2 separate regions of the Sus scrofa genome follow, and region 2 is linked to region 1. A link is a contact called in public HiChIP or PLAC-seq data. All regions are on one chromosome and are shown on one strand. The core of a region is the stretch at or near the end of the contact, and the rest is flanking DNA. Distances in the headings are between cores, read along the strand shown.

The links. HiChIP or PLAC-seq counts read pairs in DNA pulled down with a chosen protein or histone mark.
Region 2: an H3K27ac HiChIP or PLAC-seq map of alveolar macrophages shows a contact between it and region 1. The contact joins the promoter of KDM2A here to the enhancer-like site in region 1. A contact is called at or near these places in 6 of 47 Hi-C or Micro-C datasets (blood, brain, embryonic fibroblasts and 2 more) and 2 of 2 datasets of contacts at active chromatin or transcription factors (alveolar macrophages and skeletal muscle).

What each region holds. Positions count from the first base shown.
Region 1 is chr2:5,302,322-5,307,366 of Sscrofa11.1, reverse strand. The region is part of intron 1 of KDM2A (lysine demethylase 2A); the gene reads left to right. Among named protein-coding and RNA genes, the nearest start is that of KDM2A, 51 kb to the left of the region's middle. Within about 2 kb of position 3,061, at least 3 of the 83 cell types and tissues checked have an H3K27ac peak or open chromatin away from gene starts, as enhancers often do. A contact at or near this core is called in alveolar macrophages, where this site is marked.
Region 2 is chr2:5,352,930-5,357,974 of Sscrofa11.1, reverse strand. KDM2A (lysine demethylase 2A) reads left to right here and starts at 2,402. Exons shown (of 20, transcript NM_001160090.1): 1 at 2,402-2,493. The coding sequence starts at 2,452.

The sequences.
Region 1 (5,045 bases), core at 1,812-4,311:
GGTTCCCAGGCTAGAGGTCGAATCCGAGCTGTAGCCACCGGCCTACGCCAGAGCCACAGCAACGCGGGATCCGAGCCGCGTCTGCAACCTACACCACAGCTCACGGCAACGCCGGATCGTTAACCCACTGAGCAAGGGCAGGGATCGAACCCGCAACCTCATGGTTCCTAGTCGGATTCGTTACTGTGCCACGACGGGAACGCCAAGCTACTTTTGTTTTATTTTGTTTTTGTTTTTGCTTTTTAGGGCCACATCTGCAGCATATGGAAGTTCCCAGGCTAGGGGTTGAATCTGAGCTGCAGCTGCTGGCCCATGCTATAGCCACAGAGACGCAGGATCTAAGCCGCGTTTGAGACCTTACCCCACAGCTCATAGAAACACTGGATCTGGATCATTAACCCACTGAGCAAGGCCGGGGATCAAACCCATGTCCTTATGGATACTGGTGGGGTTCCTAATCCGCTGACCCACAATGGGAACTCCTGTTGGCTAGGCTGTTTTTGGAGGACAAACTGATTGAACATTTGCATGTTGATAGAAAGTGTAATATTGCTGAGTACTGCTTTTTCTAATATCCAAGAAGAGTGTGTGTGTATTCTAGTAAAAACCTTTAGGGAAACAAAAATGTGCTTTGGTACAATGTCTGAACTCAAATTATATTTCTTTAAGATGGTGTTGAGGTATCTGTCTTCATCTTATAGTTCAGAGAATGACCTTGTTACAGATTTTTTCCTTTACAGAATTGTGGCAGTATTTTGGTTAAATACGCAGCAAGCACACTGAATAGTCGATTATACCAAATGGTATGTAGAAAGTCAGGGAATGTTGGTGGAAGAGATCCAGCACTTGAACTCATTTCTTAACCAGTTGGTTTTGTGGAAGCATATTTGTGGTGGGGTAAGTGTATCCTGACTCAGAATTTTAGGATCATTCGGTATGTAGTAGTTATTTGACATTGGTTCTGAACTGTTAAGGGAGAAAGTTCACTTTGTGTTGTATATCCCTCCTCTTTTGAGCATTCTGCCTTCTCATATCTTTTTGTTGTTGTTGTTTTCTGTCTTTTGTTTTTTTAGGGCTACACCCATGGCTACGGAGGTTCCCAGGCCAGGGCTCAAATCCCAGCTGTAGCTGCTGGCCTACACCACAGCCACAGCACAGCGGGATCCGAGCGTGTCTGTGACCTACACCACAGCTCACAGCAACAGCGGATCCTTAACCCACTGAGCGAAGCCAGGGATCTAACCCAGGTCCTCATGGATGCTAGTCAGATTTGTTTCCACTGAGCCAGGACGGGATCTCCTCTCTCTACTTTTTTTTTTTTTTTTTTAAGGCACTCGTGGCATATAGAAGTTCCCAGGCTGGGGTCGAATCCCAGCTGTAGCGGATGGCCTACACCACAGCCACAGCAACGTGAGATCCGAGCTGCTTCTGCCACTTACACCACACCTCATGGCAGTGCTGGATCCTTAACCCACTAATTGAGGCCAGGAATCAAACCTGTGTCCTCATAGATCCTAGTCAGATTTGTTTCCGCTGAGCCGTGATGGGAATTCCCTGTCTTTTTTTTAATCAAAAGAGATTTAGATGTGAATAAGCTTCTTGCCAAATTCTATAGATGATTCCCTTTTTTAATGGTTTACTGTCTTGTTGGAATTAATTTGATCTACTAATGTTCTTAATAGCAGTCAATAGAAAGTGTTCCGCGTACTGTTGATATCTGCAGAAGTTGATCTTAAATTAGCCCAGAAAATATTTAAAGGCTGACCTAACTGAACTTAAAACAAAAGAAATGCAAGCTTTTCAGCCATGTCAGTTGAACAGTACACTTTCTTTGTAATATATTAAAGTGGTTGTGTAAAACTAAGTATGTCTTCCTTCATCTTTGTGCTCAGGCCTCTTATTTATTTGTTTATTTTTTGTCTTTTTCTAGGGCTGCACCCAGGGCATATGGAGGTTCCCAGGCTAGGGGTCTAATTGAAGCTGTAGCTGCTGTCCTATGCCAGAGCCACAGCAACACCAGATCCAAGCCAAGTCTGTAACCTACGCCATAGCTCATGGCAATGCTGGATCCTTAACCCCCTGAGCGAGGCCGGGGATTGAACCCCCAACCTCATGGTTCCTAGTCAGATTTGTTAACTACTGAGCCACGATGGGAATTCCATGGCCTCTTATTTTTTAAGGGCAGTTAAGTGTTAGGTCAAAGGGTAAAAACTTGGGTCCCAGATCACTCACAATAAGGCAGTGATTTCCACTGCTTTGTACTACCTTAGAGTAGTTCCCATTCAAATCCATCATGAGGTGTCATTAAATTAGCAGATTACATAAACAAAGATCATAACCATTTATTTATTTATTTGTGTATTTGTTTTCTTTTTAGGGCTGCACCCATGGCATATGGAAGTTCCCAGGCTAGGGGTCCAATCGGAGCCGTAGCTGCTGGCCTACGCCACAGCCACAACAATGCAGGATCCAAGCCACGTCCGCAACCTACACCGCAACCTACACCACCACTACGGCAATGCCAGATCCTTAACCCGCTGAGCAAGGCTAGGGATTGAACCTATGTCCTCATAGATGCTAGTCAGATTTGTTCTCTGCTGAGCCACGACGAGAACTCCACCATTTATTTTTGAAAAATGCTCTCTCTCTCTCTATCAGGAGACACCGAGTAATCCAGTAAATGAGGGGGAAGCCCCCAAAAGTTTGACGAGGTCATTGCTATAGAGGAGCAACGTAGAGTCTGTATTCATAGTCCTTGGCACTTAGTAGATGTTCAGTAGAGTTATACTGAGTGAAGAAACATTTCCTTTCCTCTTTTTTTTTGAATTTTATTATGTGTATAGTTGGACAACCATCATCACCACCTAATTTTAGAACATTTCCATTGCAAACCGCCCCCATCCCATCCCTCTCCCCCAGTCTCTCTCCTCCCTTATGTGGAGCCTTGTCAGTTGTTCTTCCTCCCGGACTTTAATAACATTTGTTATCTGTGTCCTCACGCATCCACCACATTGAATTGTCATACTGTAATTTACTTACATGTCTGTCTCCCCCTACTGGCCAGCAGTCTTCTTGAGGGCTAGGACTGAGCCTTTTTTTCTTTGTATGCAGAGCATCTGGCTGTTACTCTATATTCAGTGTCCTGAATAAGTGTTCTAATAATTTTTATAGCACAAGCACACATGCATACATGGGGAGGTGGTGGACAGTGATCCAGATCCAGTGTATGCCCCAGTGTATGATTGTGTTGGACTTTCAAAAATATGGAAAGAAGGGAAATGAGACCAACACTTGAGTTCAGCTGAATTTTAGGATGTGTATGTGTTCATTCTCCTGTGAAGAGAGCCAGGTGGAAACCTGAACTTGCTTCTTCCTTTAAAGTATGTATAAGACCTTATTAAGCTCTTATCAAGTAGGGATTTATATGGTGGAAAGATTCAAATTTAATCCATATGACTATAAATTTATAAAAAGATACCCTCAAACTTTTTTTTGAAGCAGTATCATGATACGGAGTATGAAAATCTAGTTGTTACTTGGCTTCTTATACCATTACCAGCAAAGAGGCTGTGTAATTAACTTTTCTCTCAGGTTGTCGGGTAAGATAGATCAGAATCTTAGAGAAAATTGGAGATGTAGGAATTAATCTTGGTAAAAAATCTTGGTAATTTCATTTTTTACAGAAGGTATATAATAAATGTCACCAACTACAAATAAAGTGAGTGAGAACAAATTTTAATAGCATACACAATAAGTGTACCAAAGCACTCTTTGATATAAAATGGTTTCTGCTTAGAAATAGCAATATTTTCATTTCAGCCAGAAGAGTTGACGGAGTTGTCCTGTGGTGCAGTGGGTTAAGGGTCTGGCGTTACCACTGCAGCAGCTCAGGTTTCTGCTGTGGCATGGGTTTGATCCCTGATGCGGGAACTCTCACATGCTGCAGGTGTGGCCAGAAAAAAAGGAAAGGAAACAAAACAAAACAGAATAGCTGCATGTCCAGTAAAATAATAATGTCAGTTAAAAGCTAGAGTAGGAGTCAGGAATGTTAAATAAGCAGTGACTTAGCTGGAAGTGTAGTGTACCATAGCAGATATCAGAAGCCTCCTACCCTGGGGAAAATCCTTTGCTAATCTTTTTTCTACCAGGCATGGTTTTCTGGTTTATAGACAGTCTCCTTTGTTGCCAGCAGGTCTCACCACTTTACCTCCTTTTCTCTGCCATTTCAGCTGTCTGGGGTCTCCCTTCCTCTGATAATTACTTCTGGCTGCCCCAAGCTCCTGATCTGGCTGAAGGTTCATTCTAAAATGATTTCATTTTGTGCTATAGAGTAGTGAAGACCATTGGTTCTGGAACAAAAGTGCCTGGGTTCCAGTCGCAGCTTCACTGAGTCCTAGCTTTGTAACTTGGGCCAGTTACTTCTACCCTTCCTTTTCCTTGTTTGTAAAGTAAGATAATTTTTTTTTTGTCTTTTTGCCATTTCTTTGGGCCGCTCCCGCGGCATATGGAGGTTCCCAGGCTAGGGGTCGAACTGGAGCTGTAGCCACCGGCCTACACCAGAGCCACAGCAAGGCAGGATCCGAGCCGCGTCTGTAACCTACGCCACAGCTCATGGCAACGCCGGATCGTTAACCCACTGAGCAGGGGCAGGGACCGAACCCGCAACCTCATGGTTCCTAGTCGAATTCGTTAACCACTGCGCCATGACGGGAACTCCATACAGGGATGTTGTATTTAAATGTGTTAATGCATGCAGAGTGCTTAGTACAGTTCTTGGCACATGGTAAGCGCTCAAATGTTAACTGTTGTTACTACTGTTATTTTGCCCTGGCATCACAGTTCACCTTCAGGGCAGTAGCCCTTCTGGTATCATTAAAAAAACAACTGCCGGAGTTCCCGTCGTGGCGCCGTGGTTAACGAATCCGACTAGGAACCATGAGGTTGCGGGTTCGGTCCCTGCCCTTGCTCAGTGGGTTAACGATCCAGCGTTGCCGTGAGCTGTGGTGTAGGTTGCAGACGCGGCTCGGATCCCGCGTTGCTGTGGC
Region 2 (5,045 bases), core at 1,153-3,652, 51 kb before region 1:
GTTTGGGGGGCAGGGCGCGCGCGGAGGCGGATCCGCGGCCTGCGCGCAGGCGCGAGCAGCGGGCCCGGCCCGAGCCCTGGAAGAAGGCCGACGGGGAGCGGGGGCGGTGGGCCGGCGGGAGGGCGGGCAGGCTGACGCGAGGGGGGGCGGGGAGCCGCGTCGGCGTCGCCGGGCGCGGGCGATTCGAGGCCGACGCATCCGCGCGTGCGCGCGCCGGCAAAGTGTCCGCGTTAGAGGGGAGTGACGCGTGCGCGTTCACGTGCACCCGGGAGAGCGGTAAGAAGCCAAGGGAGACTTGAAGGGGGTGGGGGTGGAGAGGCGAGCCGGAGGAGGGGTGGGGAGGCGGCGCCTGCGCAGTACGCCGCGGAGGAGCTGTGTGTATGTGAGAGTCTGACGGGTTCAAAATGGCGGCGGCTGCTTCAGCGGCTCCTCCTGTGTGAGGGAAACAACACCCCTCCCCGGCAGCGGCGGCGGCGGCGGCGGCTGCGGCGGCTGCGGCTCGCAGAGCACCTTCCCAGCGGCTGGGCCTGTCGCCGCTCTGTCTATCCTGGGCAGGGGGCGCTTCGGGAGGAGGGGCAACGCCAGGGGGCCCATCCCCCGGAATCCCTCCTCTGCGACTGGGGAGTAGCCGGGGGCTCGTCCCGCAGCGCGGAGCCCGGGCTGAGGGGGAGACGCGAGGGGAGCCCGGGCCCCCAGCCCGGCGCGCCGCGCCGCTCCCGCCCTCTCCGCCCCCCGGGGCCGGGGCCCGCGTTCCGGGGGGCCGGGGTGGCGCGGGCAGCCTCGGGTCGGCCGGTCTCAGCTGATCGGCCGCCGCTCCCGGGCTCTGGAGGCGGCCGAGCCGCTGCTCGCCGAGGGCACGGTGAAGAGGGCGCTCCCCGCGGCCGGGGCTGGCCGGGGCTCGGGCTCGGGCTGCCGACCGCTGGCCCGGGGGAGGCGGGGGCGCCCCGGGCTCGGCGCCGAGGGGTCGCGCTCCCCTCTCCTGACGCCTCCGACTCCCGGTCTCCAAAGCCAGAAGAGGAGGTTTGATTCAGCAACTGTTTCCTCTCTTTTCCGGGTCGCTCTGACCCTCTGGATACTGGGTTGATCCACGGAAAAAACCGAAGACGACGTTTGGGATTTAATTTCTCCTCTCAGTTTTTTGGAATCTTTTACTTCTCACTTGGACAAGAACTCACGAGCAAAATCCCCGGTGAGATTCCCCCCCCCCCTTTGGAAGTTTGGTTCGCTGTGTTATCTAAAGACTTAATGTAAAGTTTCTATTTCTTTTTCCAACGGGTGAATGAACCATTGAAACGCCTTTCCCTGGGGGAACCCGGCGAGATTTGCCATTTTTTCTCTCCGGCCCAGTCCGCTCTGAAGCCTGGGCAGTCCTCGCCCGGGGGGTGCAAACACGGTTTCCCTCCCGACTTGGGGCGAGGGCTTCCTCCAGGAGGGCTCTGCCACGAACTGCACTTGAACTGTGTCATCGGGTCCTCTGGTCTTGTTGCAGTTTTGGAAGGATGCTATTAACGTGGCCATAATATAGTTACTAAAAGGGGGGAAAAAACCCTGCTTTCCCTATGGAAGCCATTATCCCTGAGAATAATTTGAAAAAAGAAAACCTTTCTTGGTATTAGGGATCGACTGTCGCGCAAACCGGTCTGTCTTTAATTTTTGAAAAAGATGTATTTTGCTAATTTCTATAGGTAAAAGTTGTTTATTTTATTACTCTAAACAGAAAGCTCTGATAAATTTTTGTTTCTGATTGGCAACTCTCTTGCGTTTGTTTCAGAGTTGTACACATCTCGTGTTGGGGTGGAGGGTTGGTTTGGGAATGAAAAGATACGAGGAGTCTGGGAAGGAAGGCGACGATTGTGTACGGATTTACCAGAAGTGTATGGGAAATTGATTTGGAGTCTAATTCTTGTTCTCTTTTTTGTATAGTTTATCTTTTCTTTTCCTTTAGCTTCTAATAGCCAATGAGAGAGAACTCATTTGGTGTGGATCTGGGTTAGTTCAGTGGCTGCTTCACCTGATCAGCTCTCTAAGAGAGAAAAATCTTGCCCCCCCCCCTTGGCTAATGCTTCCATGAAGGGGAGTCTTGCTTATTGTAATCCTGTGGGGAGAAATAAGTGGTGTAGCCCGTCTGTGAGGAACTGAAACCAACATTTTTTGCCTATAGGCCTCAGACAATTGTAATGTGATTAATGTTGATCATGACCTGCCTGGAACCACTTGCTCCAGAGCTGAGAGGTCCCAAACTAATGAAAAGGAACTAGATTTCTCAGGAAGCCTTTAATTTACACCTAATCTTAAGTATCTCATTCTGTGAAAAGAAAGCTTGAGTTTGAGGATGAGTTCTCATCTCTGCTCATATCATTATTCTTTAGTGTTGCAATCTGGTTCCTAAGGAGGAAGAGGAAGGCAGCCCTGGAGTGGTTTCTTTCTGTAATTTCAACAGAAGAGTGAGAGATGGAACCCGAAGAAGAAAGGATTCGTTACAGCCAGAGATTGGTTAGTATTTTCTTGTCATTTTTTTTTTTTTTCCAATTTTGAGGCACAGTAACTATTTTGTTTCCAGTTGTGAACACACTGTGATTAAAACTTCTCAGGTGGCTTTTCTCTGCACCAGAGGGAGGAGGGAAGGTGTATTAATATCTCTTTTGGTTTTTAGGCCAAGTAGTTAGAGCCTTAATATTCATCCTGTTTGGAAATGGATTTGTATGTAGCCTTTAACTTCTGTAGAAACCATTGTAGATCAAAGAATTTTGTGGATTACAACATGATAAGGATTTCTAATTTTGCAATACTGACATTGTAATTAATCTAGTTGATTAATTTAGATTAGAATGTAAATTTTAGGGGCAAAACTGCTTGAGAAACGTTAGTTCTTTATAACTTTTAGATTATGGTGTGCCAAGAGTCATTGCTTTGAGCTGGGGAGTAGAACTATGGATTTTTTTTTTTTTTTTTTTTTTTTTAAACGCAGATCAACTCTTACAGGGTTGAAAGTGATTGAGAAAAGGTAGAATTCTGGATGCTGACAGAGTTGTGTATTTTGTATTTTGGGAGGGATATATGAGATAAGATATATTTCATTGAAAGAAATTTTTACTTAGTAATCATTTACTTTGTGCATAGGAATACTTTGTGCTTTGGGCCCTGCTTTCCTCTCAAGGTTTCCCTATTGGAGTTTAAGAATTTGATTTCCGTTTTTCCTAGTTAAAGAGAGCTTTATTAATATTCTCACCATATGTTCATTTCAGAAATATGAATTTATGTTTGTAGAGTGGGGAATGAAGAAAGCCACAGAATTTTATATATTATGTAAAATTGGGTGAACTGAAAGACCTGGATTACTAAAGGAATTTATGGTGGTTTTATTTGGCTCTGCATTTTAGACTGAATTTAGAGGAAAAAAGAGTGATTTGCTAACCATTTTCTGATCATCTCCGGACTATTCTTTTTTCCCCTCCTTAATGTAACTGTTAAAAAGGTATGGAGTGTATATCCAGTAGGCAATATGTTCTGGCAACCCTTGGTGTCAGAGATTTGCTTCTTGTCTGTGTGTTGAGATTATAATTCTTTATCTCCAACTTTTAGAAATAAAGTGTATCGTTAGTGGACTTTTGTACATTTAGGATTTATTTTTGCTTTGACGTTTCTTGGATTTAATTTTTCTTTGGGAAAAGAAAAGAAGATCCTGCAAAACTCTTTTCCCAGTTACTCACTGCTTCATGGAATTCGTTTTTATCATGTCAAGCTGGTAGGATTGTTGAGCTCTTTCGCATATGTCTGAGACATCTTGGGATCCAGTCTTTCAAAGCAAGTTTTCACGGTTTTTTTTAACAAGGTGGGCAGGTGGTGGTAAGGAGATCCAAGGAATCTGTGACTTTTGTCCCGGTAAGATTTTTTTTTTTAATTGTAAAATGATTGCTGCTTGTTGCACACTTTAACCTTTTCCTTATCTAGGATATTTTTTCTTTTGGTTTATGTACTTTTGTAGTACTGTAAGAGGATACATCAGATATTTTGGGAGAATCTTTCTCACTTAGAATTTTGGGCAGTGATGTTAGGGTTTAGGGTAACTAATGTCTGTTTTCCTTTCTAACATTATATGACAAAATTATATCTGAAGTGTAAATCCCTTCCGTAACATAACTTTTGATATGAGAGCATATTGGCAGTTTATTTGAATGGCAGTCTGCCTTCCAAGCTTTTAATGTCTCTGTGGCAAGAGCTCACATTACAGAATTCTCTATTGATTAAGTTAGATATTTGAGGAATTTTAAAACTAACATGAGGGCATAAAGACAGTTTTTTATAGTAAATTATAACACTGTGTCTCTTTAAAGTAGGTCAAAGTGTATAACTTATTTTTGTTTTGCAATTACTGGCCATAGAACATAAAGTTTGAAAGAGAAACAAAACTACAGGCTTACTGATTTGGTTTAGTGCTCTCATGCTACATGTTTGTCAAATCGAATTGAATCACCTAGTACATTCGTTATAGTGTTATTGACTATTCTTGGCTATTACTTACATATCATTCTAGAGGAGAAAACCAAAATGTTCATGTCTCTGTAATATACCTTCAAAATAGTCTCTTGGGAGAGAAGATAGACTACTAGGATTAACAGTCTGAGTGCAAACCCATTTTGGAATATGAGTGACTTTTTTGTATTTTGGACCATTTATCTGTTTATTAAAAAAAAGAGTTGTACCCCTACATGTATTATTCATGATTGACTAGATGTTTTTAATGCTTTTAACTGACATAGCTATTTCAAGTGCACAGAAAGAATAAAAGAAGTTTTGATGTGTTTATACCATCTTTATGACAAATTATTATTTTTTTGTTTTTGGTTTTGGGTTTTTTTGTTTTGTTTTGTTTTTTTAAGGGCTGCACCCACAGTATATGGAGGTTCCCAGGCTAGGGGTCTAATCAGAGCTACAGCTGCCAGCCTACACCACAGCCACTGCAACGCCAGATCCAAGCTGTGTCTGAGACCTATACCATAGCTCATGGCAATGCCAGATCGCCAGATCCTTAACCCACTGATCGA